2 separate regions of the Drosophila melanogaster genome follow, and region 2 is linked to region 1. The links are chromatin contacts, called in public Hi-C maps. All regions are on one chromosome and are shown on one strand. The core of a region is the stretch at or near the end of the contact, and the rest is flanking DNA. Distances in the headings are between cores, read along the strand shown. Region 1 holds the start of rpr (reaper). Region 2 holds the start of MYPT-75D (Myosin phosphatase targeting subunit 75D).

Evidence for each region. Hi-C and Micro-C count contacts between places; a contact is called where the count stands out from the background.
Region 2: a Hi-C map of the Kc167 cell line shows a contact between it and region 1, with 5 times the contacts expected there. A contact is called at or near these places in 3 of 107 Hi-C or Micro-C datasets (the Kc167 cell line, the S2 cell line and wing imaginal disc).

The regions. Positions count from the first base shown.
Region 1 is chr3L:18,394,846-18,402,233 of dm6, forward strand. It overlaps rpr (reaper), which reads right to left and starts at 3,590. Exons shown (of 1, transcript NM_079414.3): 1 at 2,690-3,590. The coding sequence starts at 3,390. The coding sequence ends at 3,193.
Region 2 is chr3L:18,622,622-18,629,424 of dm6, forward strand. It overlaps MYPT-75D (Myosin phosphatase targeting subunit 75D), which reads left to right and starts at 3,338. Exons shown (of 9, transcript NM_140792.2): 1 at 3,338-3,455; 2 at 4,244-4,410. bora (aurora borealis) reads left to right here and starts at 71. Exons shown (of 2, transcript NM_140791.3): 1 at 71-443; 2 at 502-2,130. The coding sequence starts at 166. The coding sequence ends at 1,843.

The sequences.
Region 1 (7,388 bases), core at 2,340-4,839:
ATTAATGTGCTCGCTGCTTTCTTTTTTCGCCGCTAGCCTCGTTTCCTGGCTGCGTGTGCGTGTGTCCTTTCGTCCTGGACTTTTCGACTCCGACTATCTGACTAGATATCATCAATCAAAAGTATATTTTTAAATGCTTCGGTTCTTTTGGCGAGCTCCTGCTGTCGCGGCTTATAAATGATGTTTTTGTTGAGCACTTCTTCCTTTTTTGATTACATTTTCGAGCACGCCGATTTTTTTTTTTCTTTTTATTTTTCCAGAGGTTACACTTTGATAATTTCAAGCATCTAATCCAATTTCCTTCTGCGTACAATTTTCCTCCATTTGCACAACTGTCATAATAGACGAGGTGGAATTTCGGTGGAGTTTTCCAATTGATTAGACGACAAGCACACGCACAGGCCTTTGGCTAATCCTTGGGCAAGGACCCTTGCTATCATAATTTCGGAACAGGAGCATTTCTACTTTGTCCGACCTAATGACATTAGTCTGCGTGCCATTAGTTCATGGCTGATTCGATTCGATTTGATTTAATTATATTCCATCGCTTTCTGTCATAAAAACTTGAAGGGATATTGAAAGAATTAACCACAAAGATTGCCAAAGAGTATAGTCTTGGGTTTCCTAGTCACGAGAAATGAAAAGTAAAGGAAGCCCCAACAATATTTGAAAACGCAGAAAGATTCCAAATGTTTACTTGAAATAAAGCGAATATGAACAAAATGGCAATGATCCGCCGTCTTTCAACAAGGCATCCCAACTTCGGACTGTTAAATTTTCGATTTGGTTTGGGAATTTGCCAGTGGACCCTTTTTTTTGGGTCTTCATTAATTTCTGCACGAGTATCCGCAGAATCGGACTATTTGTGTTCCTTCCTACCTTTTACCTGTTCTATTCAAACAAAAAGTATGGAACGAAAAATTGGCTAACATGCCAGACAATTATGTGGAAGGTAAGCAGAGCGATGGAACCACAAACGGATAAAGATCAGTCAAGGCTAAGACCCCAAACATAAAAAAAGGGCTGCACCTCTTGACCGAAAATAGTTCTTGGAAATTTATGGATAAAGTTTTGTTTTGATTCGAGTTCACTTAACTCTAAGCGGGCTCCATTGTATTTTTTGCATCTTTTTGGCATTATTAGAAACACTTTTCGAACTAATTAACAGCAGAGACAGAAATAAAAGTTTGGAAGAATTTGCTGCTAGGGATTAAATGCTTTTCGTCTGTGATTTTTACAGCACTTCGCTTACAAATCGCTCGACGTTTGGCGCAGCTTCAAACATAATCATAAACTTGTGTTAATTATTTTTCATATGCCACTCCGGCTGGCGTGGGCAAAAGTTTTATCTGTTTAACGTTAATTAGTTTTGTTTGGCAAAGTGAAATTTCTGATTTCTTTTTGCGCGAGCTTTGCCAACTTTTATTAACTTTTTTCGGGCAATCAAAGTGAATTGAACTGCAGGATGTGCAAGGATATGGCAGCTGCATAAGTGCAAAAGTTTAATTAAAAGTCCTGGCCGCGTTCGCGGAACACAGAGTCATATCCTTCGAGCTGATGACGAGACCCTCAAGAATTGCACATCGAATTTTTCCCTGCCATTTGGCGCTTGCCAAAATTAACTTAAAAATGCAAATTGTTTTGTTAGCACCTAATTTTTTGAAATTATAGAGGGGAAAAGATGTCAAGACTGCCGTAGGGGCAACTCCCCCGCCTGCTCTCTCTTGTTACAAAGTTTCTGCATCGAAAAATCTTGGCAAATATTTTTGTATTTCCTTTTTGCATAATTGAATTTTCTTTGTGTGTTTTCTTGCTGCCGTTTGTGTTGAACAATGTTGTCGGAGTGGCTGAAAAGTTTTTCTCAGAGTGGAAAAGTTGGACTAAAAGACTCATTCTCCCTTAACTTTGCACATTCCAAGAAATTGGGAATTCATTTTTTTATATTAAAAATAAAATATCTAATGGTAGAAGTGGTATTATTATATAGAATTATAATATTCATACATATCCTAATTCAATTGATGTGATTGATCTTAACAATATTCCAGTTTTTGGAGTTGATCTAGCCATGTCTAAATATACATATCGATAAGATATCGAAAACTAAAGAACAATGAAGTTTAAATAAATCTATTGTCTGGAAAGTGACTAATAAAAACGTGGTTTAACTTTCTACAACAAATAGTTTATATCAAAACTAAAAATAATGTGGTTAAGATTCTATTATATGTAATACCGATTTATAATTATATTCGTTCTACAATAATTCAAGAAATTAGCTTGCATTAATATTATTATAACTAAATTATTATTATTATTATAATTATTATTATTATTATTATTTCCGGCAATATCAATCTTAATATTTTATTAAGATATATTTCAAAGCGGACTCTGTCACCGAACGCCGGAAATCAAATGAAAAACTTTTTCAAAACAAAAAAAAATCTTTAACGTTTCCTAACCAAACACATGTAAAATAATTTTCACAACCACCGATAATTTCACTGATTATTAAACAGCCTTCTAGAAAGTTCCTTTTACCGTCGGCGAAATGAAATAAAAAATGTGCTTGTTCCAAACTCAGTTTTTCGAGACATCATCTTAGGCTTTCTTCGCTTTTTGTATCTAAATCTTATAAATGGTAATCTGAAAATATTTAAGTAAATGAAAAACCAACAATTTTTTTAGTTTTTGTTTTTGTTTTATTGACTTTTTGTTTGACAAAAAATTGATGCAATTTTTAGCCAACTTCGACTCATCTTCGTTTTTTTCTGGGGTTTCTTCTTAAAAAAAACTTAGAAAAACTCGTCTTACAAAAGAACTTACAAACTATTACAGTAGTAATTCATTTAAATAGGCTTTAAGAGTAAATTATTTCTAAAAAAGTTGATTTATATCATTGAAACATTTTTGTAAAAAATTGGGGACTTTATAAAAACGTTATTTTTTCAAATTTTTCCTCCGCTTTTTTGTAGAAACAAAACCATTATCACAATCGCTTTGATGAGTAAACTAAAATTGGGTGGGTGTTGTGGCTCTGTGTCCTTGACTGCAGTAGAAATCGAGTGCCGTCGGCTGATGAGTGGTGACTGTGTTTGGGTTTTGGGTTGGCTCATGCTTATTTCCTTTGTACTCTGGATTTTGGACTGGACTATTGGTTTTCCCCGTATTTGTTAGTTACTCGAATCCTCATTGCGATGGCTTGCGATATTTGCCGGACTTTCTTCCGGTCTTCGGATGACATGAAGTGTACTGGCGCAGGGTTTCCAGGACGACGGTGGCCAGGAATCTCCACTGTGACTCCCGCAAGCGAAGGATCTGCTGCTCCTTCTGCTCCGCCTCCCGCAACAGAGTCGCCTGATCGGGTATGTAGAATGCCACTGCCATTGTTGGTTTATCTTTCTTCTCGTTCGGAATTACACAACTGGTAGTGACTCAATAACTTTCTCTTCTGCACAATGAATATTTATCGAGTTAGTTCTTTGTTGCTGGCGCACACACTTTTCTTTCGTATTTTCGAGTTCGTTCACTTTGTTCTGGTGTCTCTCTTATTCAATGATTTTTTCGAGATGCGTTCGCTGCGATGGTTGCTTTTCAACTGAATATATTGAGTAGTGCTCCGAGGCTATTTATACCTGGTTCTCTCACGCCGCCTTGTTCTCTGTTTTTCTGGTGGTGGCTGCTCATTTTGGCCTTCTTCGCTCTTCGGCTCTCTGGCTGGGGTTTTTTTGTTTTGGTATTTCTGTTGACATCGTCTCATTCGCAGCTCCCAAAAAAGTACTACTTTTCATCGTGAGCGGGGGCGGGGCCACCTTGCGCCTGTTGCCAAGCGTGTTTTTGTATGAGGTTGTGTTGTTGTTGCCAGGTTGGTGGCAGCGCCTTTGTTGTAACTGTGTGCGGCGAGAAGTACAGTTAGCATATTAATTGTATTAAATCGTCGGGGCATGACAATCGTTTCTCATCAAGGAGTTCGACAGAGAAAGACATACAAGAGTTGCTTCACGACTAAAGTTTGGAATACCCTCTAAGATTAACATTATTTACACTAGCTACCCATTAGTGATTAGCAACTAAACTAAGCCGGATACCTGATAACAGCCAAGTACAACCATCTAGCCGGTTTCATATTAATCCTTCGAATTTCATTTCTTAAATATTAAAAATATTTATTTTCATCTATGTCAATCAGCAAAAAGTCCTTTTAGCTATTACCGCCAGTATATTTTCTATAATATGATTAAATTCTTGAATTGTAATTAATAAGAAAATTCCAACTAAAAATGATGGAAAAATAAAACCAATATTTTTTAGGTTGGACACATTGATGCTATTAATAGTACAACATTTAAAGTACAAACTATTTACATAATTAAGCAGAATAGCTTCTTGTAAGGGTATTATAACAAGTGGGAGGCGGATTCACTTGAAATATGGGCAAGTGGGCAAGGAAGAGTTCCGTTCCATTTCTTGAATTATTTTCTCTCTTTTCCATGGACCAGCCCACCTGCCATATCTAGATAGATCCCTCTTTATCAGTATCTCGCGCTCTACAAGTGTTTACACAATCATCCGAAGCTTCCGACTAAGAATTATGACAATGTCATAAATTAAAGGCCATATACAGTATATTGACAACAATGGGCTCGTCCCATTATATTTCGTGTGCAATTTTATTCATTTTCATTAGAGCGGAACCAGACGGATATGATATGATACGATATGAATGTTTTCGTTGGAAATCATACACGAAAATTTCCCTGCGGCTTAAAGTATTATTAATTGCCTTCCTGATGGATATGATATCCGAACAATGTATTCTTCCAACATATAGGAAGCTTATTGAAATTATCTTTAATAATATATATTCTGCATTATTATATATAGGTCGTTTACATTTTAAATCTCAACTGAAACTTTCTCTTTAATGACGTAAATACATATTTCATCATTTTTCATCGTATCTAAGTCGGATTACCCATAAACATACTATTGTTTTGTTCTTAATTTCGTTATGATGTTTAAATAAATTTCATATATATATGTAATAGAAAATTAGCTCTTGAAACTCCACCTGCATAATTCTAAAATCTTTTACCCCACCCAAAGAACCGCGATGAGTTTTAAGTTCCATTCAAACTCCACCCACAAAGCCGTAGTACCGTAATACCGTACCCACACACAGGCAAACAGCCGAATCTTACGACGTGCGTCTCAAGTGTTTCCACTGTGATAGAGAATAGCCATCACTTTGGGGGATGTTCTGCGTCATCGTCTATAGCGACCACCTCTCCACAGCTCTGATGTCTAGGTCTATTGTTGAAGGAACTACTCTACTTTCCTCGGCCGGGCGTGCTCGTTCTCTTTCTTTCACACTGCCGTCCTAGTCGCACAGCAGAACCATTCGACTCTATAGTTATTTTTTCATGAGTCTTTTCTTTCCGGGTTCGCGTCAACACACACATACAACATATATAAATCCGGGACAGTTGGGCGTGGCTTACGTTCTAACAGCGTTTTCTGCTCCAGCGGGCAAAAAGAGGAAGCCGAAAAATGGGCATTCCCTCTCTTTCGCACGTTTTGGGGGACGACCAATGTGGTTCAAGTTGGAAATTTATGTTTTGGGTCTGCTTTCGTTTTCTGGGGCGGAGTTTAGGTTGGGACCTTTTTTATGTAGCTGAATCATTGCCAAGAAGGGTGGAGCCAGAAAGGGCCTTAAGTTAACCGAAACATGGCTAACGTTATCCCTTAAATGTATGTCCTTCGCGGTAACCTGCGGTAATTTGCGCATCAGTCATAATTGAGGCTGTCGAATGTCAATTAGTTCGATGATTATCCTCTCAAGGCCTTTATCACAGACTTCATTCAGTTTTTCTTTCCTTAAGATTCTGATCTAAATCTCTAATTGCCCAATGAGGCGATATTTTCAAAGTAACAGATAGTTATCTACGATTTTGGGTACTTGTATTTTCTTAAGGGATAATGCGGGTAATTATTGTCATTTTTATTCAAATAATGCATGCCTCCGGTTGGGGTGCAACAGGCAAAGTCGAATCTCGACTTGTTTAATAACCCATATATCATTTGCATAGATAACTGCCTGACTTTCAATTTAACTTGTGTCTTGTGGCCTATTGAGTTTGTCAAATTGGATTATGTTTCTTCGATTGAGTTTTCAATCTACATGTTAAATGACCCACATGATACGATATTCATTCCTGGGAAGTGTGTCAATCGAATTTTCGATCTACCCGGAAGTTTGCCGATCCTGTTTCTGATTGGGATTCCAGAAATTCACTTTACATTTCATGAGGCATCCAACGTGATATTCCCAAATGAAAGCAAATTTTTAGCGATAATTTCATCAGTTTTTTTTTCTTACTCCTCTCCGCAGCTTGTGACGTGTCTCTGTCTTTGTCTGGGACTGCCTCAAATCGGTATGTCTTACATATCACACATTGTACGTACATATACAAAACATTCGTAACATTCACGAATGCTAATGAGTAATATCAACAATGCGATAACTTGCGCAATTCCCCTAATTTTTGCTTTTATTTTATTGTACCGTTTTATAGGGTATCTACAATCATTCTTGGCAAATAAAAGAAAAGAATTAAATACTAGATTGGCAATCATCTCTTTGTACCTTTATGATCAAACTGCTGTGTCATGCACAATACTCATCGTATAATCCGTACTTCAACCAAATCTACAGGTTGTTCATTATTAAATTGTTAGCTATTAGTTCCAACCGTATAATAACAATTTAGTGCAGTAGTTTCAGCTTTCTCTCGTTCCATTTCATTTGTAATTCTACTATTGGATCATTTATGTTATATTCAGTGGATAAATTGATAGCTTTTACATTACAATTTATTTTAGACCTATATTTTAAATTTTCCTATATATTCCCTGCATTACCCATTATTTAAATATTAAACGAAAACCGTTGGAGTAAAGTTGCAGGATTGGAACCTCCTTCCTCTATCCTTATATGCAGTAATAAAATAATTGGGCCGAAATCATCACTCATTCTTAAAGTTTCCTCTCAGTCAGGTTGCTCCCCCCGCCCCCAGCCAATGCTTAATAATATTCCAAGAATTGCGCAACGTTCTCGAACAGAATATTGTCATCTCTTTGTTGCTCCCGCACTGTTTTCAATCTCGAAAACTCTCAATTTCTCACACTTTGGTGTTTGGGTATCTTTTTCGGCTGCGGCTTCGTTTCGTTAATTTGTGTTAATTTTTTATGATCCCAACTGGTGGTCTGGTTTCTGGTCTCCCTTTCGATCTTGTCAGAAATGTATATTTCGTTTTATTTGATTTCCCATTTAGAAAGCCCAGACGGGGCAAAGAAACAAAGACAATTGCCAAGTGATCCGTAGT
Region 2 (6,803 bases), core at 2,088-4,587, 230 kb after region 1:
CCTCACTTTCGCATTCTGCTTTTCGAATTGCCAACGATTCGATAACTCCGCTGCATCGCTATACAACACTGCTGCATTTGAAAATACCGACATCTGCCTGCGAGTCGCAGCAGGCGCGCTTGTTTTATTTTAAGTCGAAATTAGGCGACTTAGTGACTGAAAAAGATGTACAACGACGAGGTGCGAACGCCGCAAGCCCTCAAGAATCGATACATTACAAATGTGAACGGATTGAAGTGCCGGGCGCGCCGTAACAGCCACTCGAACAGCAGCAACTCGTCGGCGGCGTCGGCAACGCCAACGAATGGCGGCAAAGAAAATGGAAAATACAGCCCCCAGATGTCGGGAAATGTGTGCACCCCGCCCCCGAAAAGGCTGCACAAGGTGCGGAATCCCTTCGAAGGAGCGATGGCCGATCGTTTACACCTGCCACTGATCGCCAGGTGAGTTTTTCGTCTGCTCGAAAAATCCTCTTAACGCGACCCTCTCTTTTCCTGGCAGCCCCTCACTTTTCCGCTCGCGGACACCCCAACTCTCGTCCACCCAGTTCGAGTGGAACATTGACGAGGTCTCCCAACTAAAACCCGCCGACGTGGAGCCCCATGAAACCCAGTTCCACGATTCCCCCGATCCCGAGCAGGAATCCAAGGCCCAGTTGGCCATCAGTGCCTTTTTCAAGGAGTCACTCATTGTGCCCAGTCCGGTGGATTGCCCATTGCGAAAACAGCGCATAATACTCAATTGCAGCGAGGACAACACTCCCATATCGAATAAGTCGCGAAGGATGCGGGATTGCGAGGTGCAAACGGAACTTACTTTGCCGCCGATATTGCCAAAAGCCCTAGAGGATGCCCTGCGTCCGTACTTCCAGCCACATTTGGCTGGCCGCTTGTCTGGCAGGAGCAAGTCAAGTGGTGGTCCCGACATCTTTAATAGTTCCATGCGCCGGAAACTCTTCGATCTGCACAATGTCATTGTTTTGGGCGAACAGGACACGGCAGAGCCATCGAGGTCCATGGTGGGCTCCAGTCCGCAGGGCAAGCAAACAATGTTCGCTGGCAGACTGTCGGATTCCGCATCCGGGGAAAGTAGCTTCGGCTGCCTTTCACCCATTAGAAACCTATGCGGACTGCCGCCTGGCACGCCCGATAATGGTACTTGCTCGGGAAAGAGGAAACTTCTAATGCACGAGCTGGAGCTGCCGTCGCCCATTGCCCCGTCGGAGCATCTCAGTCGGAGATTGGTGCACTCCAAGGTAGAGATCAGCGTTACGGAGCAGCACGACACGTTGTCAGAGCGCACGGCATTGAAGTTCACGCCAGACAGGAGTTCCTCGCCCATGGGCGGCGGACTGGAGCATTCCGATTGCAGCATTAATCAGAGAGTTCGTCGGCTGCGTGTGAATAGCACGCGACAGGTTGTGATCGAGACAGGGGATCAGCCGCTTTTCGAGGAAACTGAGGGGGAGGAAGAGGAGGCTGAATCCGAAGATGACGAGGAGGCGGACGCCATGCAACTATCGACCGTGAGCTTCAACTGCAGCTCTTCCAACTCAGATACTCCGCGCGGACATAAAAGACATCGCTCCGCACAACGCAAGAATCTCTCGCAGTCCTTTAGTGCCAATTTGGAGGAGGAGGCGGATCAGACACAAGGTGGTGCGGGCTCCATCCAGCCAGCAGAGCCACCATCGGTTGCGATGCCACAGCAAGGAGCCAGAATTCCGCTATATCGGGCGGACAGTGGCTTCAACGAGACTTCTAGCACGACCTTTGCCTTCTCGCAGGATCTCCCGCTGGATGTGTCCATGGCCTGCTGCTCCACCCCCTCCACCCGATCTTGACCTCTACCCTTCGCAGTTCTAGATGGTAGCAACTACATATGTTATTTTATAGGCAATCTATGCAATAACTCCTTTTCACAGCCAAAAGAAAGGAGGACTTGTTTTTCAACTGCAATGATCACCCACCGTTTATATATATTTTGTATGCGTAATTGTATGTTCTTATAGAAATCTGCCAAATAGTGAATTAAGTCGTGCGTTTATGTCATTTATAAACTTAACTCAATGCCTTTGTCTAGTTTAGGGTACTTAATAAAAGTCCATTCGATGCCATATTTAATGTAATCAAAAGTTCCGAAGTTGTGTTATTTTCTAGCTGCCTTAAAAACGAAATTACCATTAAATCAGAATTCACATTGGAGGCACATTGGAGAACTATTGTAAGTGGTCATGGACATGGAAGTTGGTTAGCTCAATTTTGACTCCACATTCTGTTTGCGTTGTCCTGTGTAAGATTGAAACATTCGGGTGAGGTAAGGGAAGAATTCACCATGAAGGGTAATAACTTAAAGAAGATACTTTAGGAGATTTCAAGAATTTTCCAATCTTTTCGAACTATGATGATAGGAACTCTTGAGAACGTCAGAGATGGTTCACATCCATATCAACTTGGACGTTTGAATTATTTCAAAAGAAATCGATGATCGGGGTAAGTGCACCCAAAACTGTTAGAAGAAGACTTATGTACATATGTATGACCGTGGTGTTATAAACTTGGCGAAACCCAGGGCGACTTCTAAGTTCATATCGAACTGCGCTGCAGGAGAATCTGTGGATGTCGCTTTAGTGAATGTTCCTGTTCTCCTGGTCAATTCAAAATTGATTTGAATACAACTGGAGATGCTGTTGCATATAAGTTCAATGCAATACATATTCTGGGCAATGCTAGTCCGTTGCGGGCAGTTCGATGTTTTAGAGCTTCAGTGCTGGGTCAATTCTATGAAAATTTTTTATTAAAGTTAATTAATAGTTAAATTTATCAGCATTACTTATCAGTAATCTATTTGGAAGCGGGTTGGGCTCCGTTGTCGAGTTTGCTCAATGAAATCTCGTTTTAATCAAATTTGTTCTTTAAAAATAATGTTTTCGGTTGCGGAAGGGGAGGTGGATTGTGGTGATCTGTCAGGACAAAGACGGGTACTAACTCTGCTGTATGTTTTTTCATAAAAGTCCTGCTATATAGATAGATTCTAGAAGCCCAAATCTTCCTTGTGCGAACTATCTTTTTAGACTATCTTAGATCACCTTCGTACAATTTAATATTAAATAAAAAAATAATAGCTACTTTCTATTTCGGCACTATGCTAGAAAAAATCTGTCCTTGTAAGCAATTACTTATTTTTATTATTTTTAAACAAGTCTGTCTGAAGAATATCGAATTTTCAAATCTACATTTTAATCGATATCTATTCGATATTCGAGACATATCTATCTCATTTCTGTGCAAAACTATCGCAACCTCAACAGCTGACGTTGGCGTACCGTTTAAAAAATTTAGTATATCGCCAAACATCAACGGTAACGCATGTGGCTTGCTCTCGGAAATATTTTTGAGTGTCTGAGTGCGCACGCGAGAAGAACTGTCGGCATTTGAGAAGCGATCAGCAGAAATGTAATTGTTTGTTTTGGGGATCGAATCGAGTGGCTGTTATACTGTCACATTTATGCTACTTTTCCAAGCTGCGGTCCTTTTTTCGCGTTGCTTGGGTCACGACAAATTATGGTAGCTCGCCAAACAAAGAAATCAATTTAACCGAAATGTTTCGTACGTACGATCAGCGGAGATTTCTGCACTAATTTTCACCTGTGGTGTTTGTGTGTGCGTGCGTGAGTTCTGTTATAAATAGCGAAAGAGAGGAGGAAAAAGCAGATCGCTTTTTGGGCCATAAAAATGCCGAAAGAAAGTGCGGAGCGGGATAAATAATAAAAAAAAAATATTTGTTTGTGGGCCAACAAAATAAATTAGAACAACTCGTAAATAAGTCGGGCGCCAGAGGAAACTCTGTAAAAATAAACGAAATGAAATAAAATAAAATTAAATTCGCAAACGCAGCCGCGCGGAAATGTGCAAATTGATGGAAAATTAAAAAGGCAAAAAGTAGCAAATCAAAAAAAGAAAAAGGAAAAATTGCAAAAAGAATTCCTGTTACAAGAAACCAGTTCCTAACTCCCCCACCCACCTCCTATCTTCTCCTTTTTTTCTGGCTGCATCCGTTTTGAGCGAAAGTTTCTACTCCACTGTGCGAAATGTGTGCAAACAAGTTGGCCAGCTGTTTGCCGAGCGGGGAGGATGGAGTGGCCAAGATGGGGAAATGCGGAAAAATCTAGCCAATTAATTGTGCCGTGAAAGTGTGCGCCAAGTCAATTTCTATAATAAATACAATTTTTTACAATTTGCAGTCGGTGCCTTTTGTGCGCTTCAATTCGACTCGATTCCGATTCGTTTCAACTCGATTGAAAGCAACTTTGCAATCGAAAAATAAAGCCAACTAACAAAAACGGAAAGTCTCGCCTTGCAATTGGACTTGAATGGCTCTAAAGGCCTTTTTTTCGCACCCGGACTCGAGGTAAGCCTGTTTAATTTTCATGCCGACTTCGCATTTTAAGGCAGGCGACAAATTATTTGGGTATCGTTTGCAACGACACGTTTCGTTAACTTGTATGCATGCGATTCGTTTTAGTGGTCACAAAAACATTACCAATATTTCAAGTAGAAACTTGAAAAAGTAAAAAATTGTTTAATTGATTTTTTTTTTCGATTATAATGGTGCTATTTTTGCTTGAATTTAGCTGATCGATGCCGTAAAACCTCTTCTCAGTTAAATTTTACACACTTGTAATTGTTAATTGGTTTAAAGAGTGCCAAATTGAAAATATACACGATTCTAAGAGTCTAAATGGAGTATTTTCTATTTAATATTGGGAATTTTATAATTGGGACTGACTGGAAATATTATTTGCAAGTAAGATATTTAATGATCTCAAACTTTCTGGATAGATCATAAACCGTACAGTGTTGCAAACTGCAAGTAACACTGGTGTATGAGTGCTTTCTGCACTAGTTAGAACGGGATAGGGCAATCAAGAGTGTAAACAACAGTTAAATGTTGTTTAACTCGAATCCGGCGACTGCTTTCGTCACATGTTTTGCGCCCGCAGTTCCACTCTTTTTCGCCCTTTGTCGACGAGTTTTGTGCCTTATCGCAACCCTTGTTCGTTTTTTTTTTTTTTTTGTATTCTTCTTGCCGTATTAAATGGCCGGTTCTGCTGCGGCTTTTGTATAACTTCCGCTATTGTTATTATTTTTTAGTTGTTCGTTGTTGGAAGAAGTGTAATTAAACAGTGGAGTGGTCACGGTGGCTGGGGAAGGGGCGCGGCGGAGGTAACCCTGCAGCAGCAAATGCAGCAGCCGCCGTCTCACGGGAGTTGCCACCTCGAAAACCGGTTACAAATCATTAAACTAAAATTCTGACTCGCCATCCCGCTCGCACCGTGCTGCCTCTCGCTCCCACCTGCACGCCTCACTGCACAGTGGCACATGCAAGTGCAACTTGTTGCAGCAACTGTTGCCGCCGCCGTCCGTGTTGCATGTTGCATGCTGCTGCGAGTGCACTTTCATTAGACAGACGAATTGAAAGATTTATGAATAGAAAGAAAGTGTGTGGTGGGGAACAGGTCTAAAACAAATCCATATTTTATCAATAAAATTAAGACCAACCGATTTCCGAGGCACTTATAAAGTGGGCTAATTAACAAAAATTTACTTGAGCAGGTTTTTCGGAAATCGTAAACAGTGCGGACTATATTATATTATACAGAGCAACAAAATGCACCTGTTGTGAAAAATATTTAAGTTATTTATAAATTTTATTAAGATATAGTAAATTCCTTATAAACATTTTAATTATTATATTACAGGGTATTACAGACTTTTGCAGAGCATCTCAACTTCTTTATCAGCATTTAGCTGAGCTTTCCCGTTTTTCCTGTTTCGGTTGCAAAAAAAAAAAAAAAAACTAATTCAATTTGTCTAATATTCAAAATCGAAAGAGGGAAAAACTCGTTTATCGGCATCCTTGTGACACACTGACATCTTTAGCTAATCTCGGGCCCTCCCCCTTTTCCTCCTCCGCCTCACCGCTCCCATCACACTTTGCTTAATTAATTCTGTTTTCGGTTTTGTGTGCCGCCACCTATCAAAGCACCCCATCCCCCCCCCCCCCTCGGTTCCCAATCGCCCCTCGCACAAACGATCGTTGCTGGCCCCGTCATTTGCATTGATTTGCAAATTTTTTATTGGCCGTTTCGACTCGAGCCTGACGTAATTTGTTAAACTTTGTTATTTACCTGGCTGACATCGATGGCCAACTAATCAGCGCCAGCTTTTGTTGGCTTTAATTTATGGTGTGTGGGCATTTCAAGCGCTTTAATCGTCAAGGATTCAGTCCCACACTCCCGTTCCTAATCTTTCGGTACTATTTTCCAGGTTTAATCATCTCATTCGGGGTCAGAGATTAAGTATATTTCTCGAAAAAGTTGTCCATAAAAGTGGTGAATGAATTAAACAATATCACTTCAAATCAAAGGAGAGATAAAAGTGACGATGCTTCAACTGGATTATATTTAAATTATACAAACTAGATTTAATGGGCTAAGACCATATTTATTTCAGCTTGATTAGCTTCTGTTGCTGTGCCATTTTATTAAGTCCTTATATTTATTCTACTTATTTCTTATTCAGCGTTTAAATTCCTTAATGTGGAGATCCTTTAACTGAGTATCCCTTACACTTGTTAACAATGTCGATACAGAATTAACTTAATATAAAACGTCGTCATAGAAGGCACTTTATATTTATATTTATATAGTCATTTGTTAATGATTAATTCCTTCCTTAATGTTTCTAACTTGCGCAGTGCATTTTTAAGTTTTTTTTTTACAAACATGAAATACAAGGGAT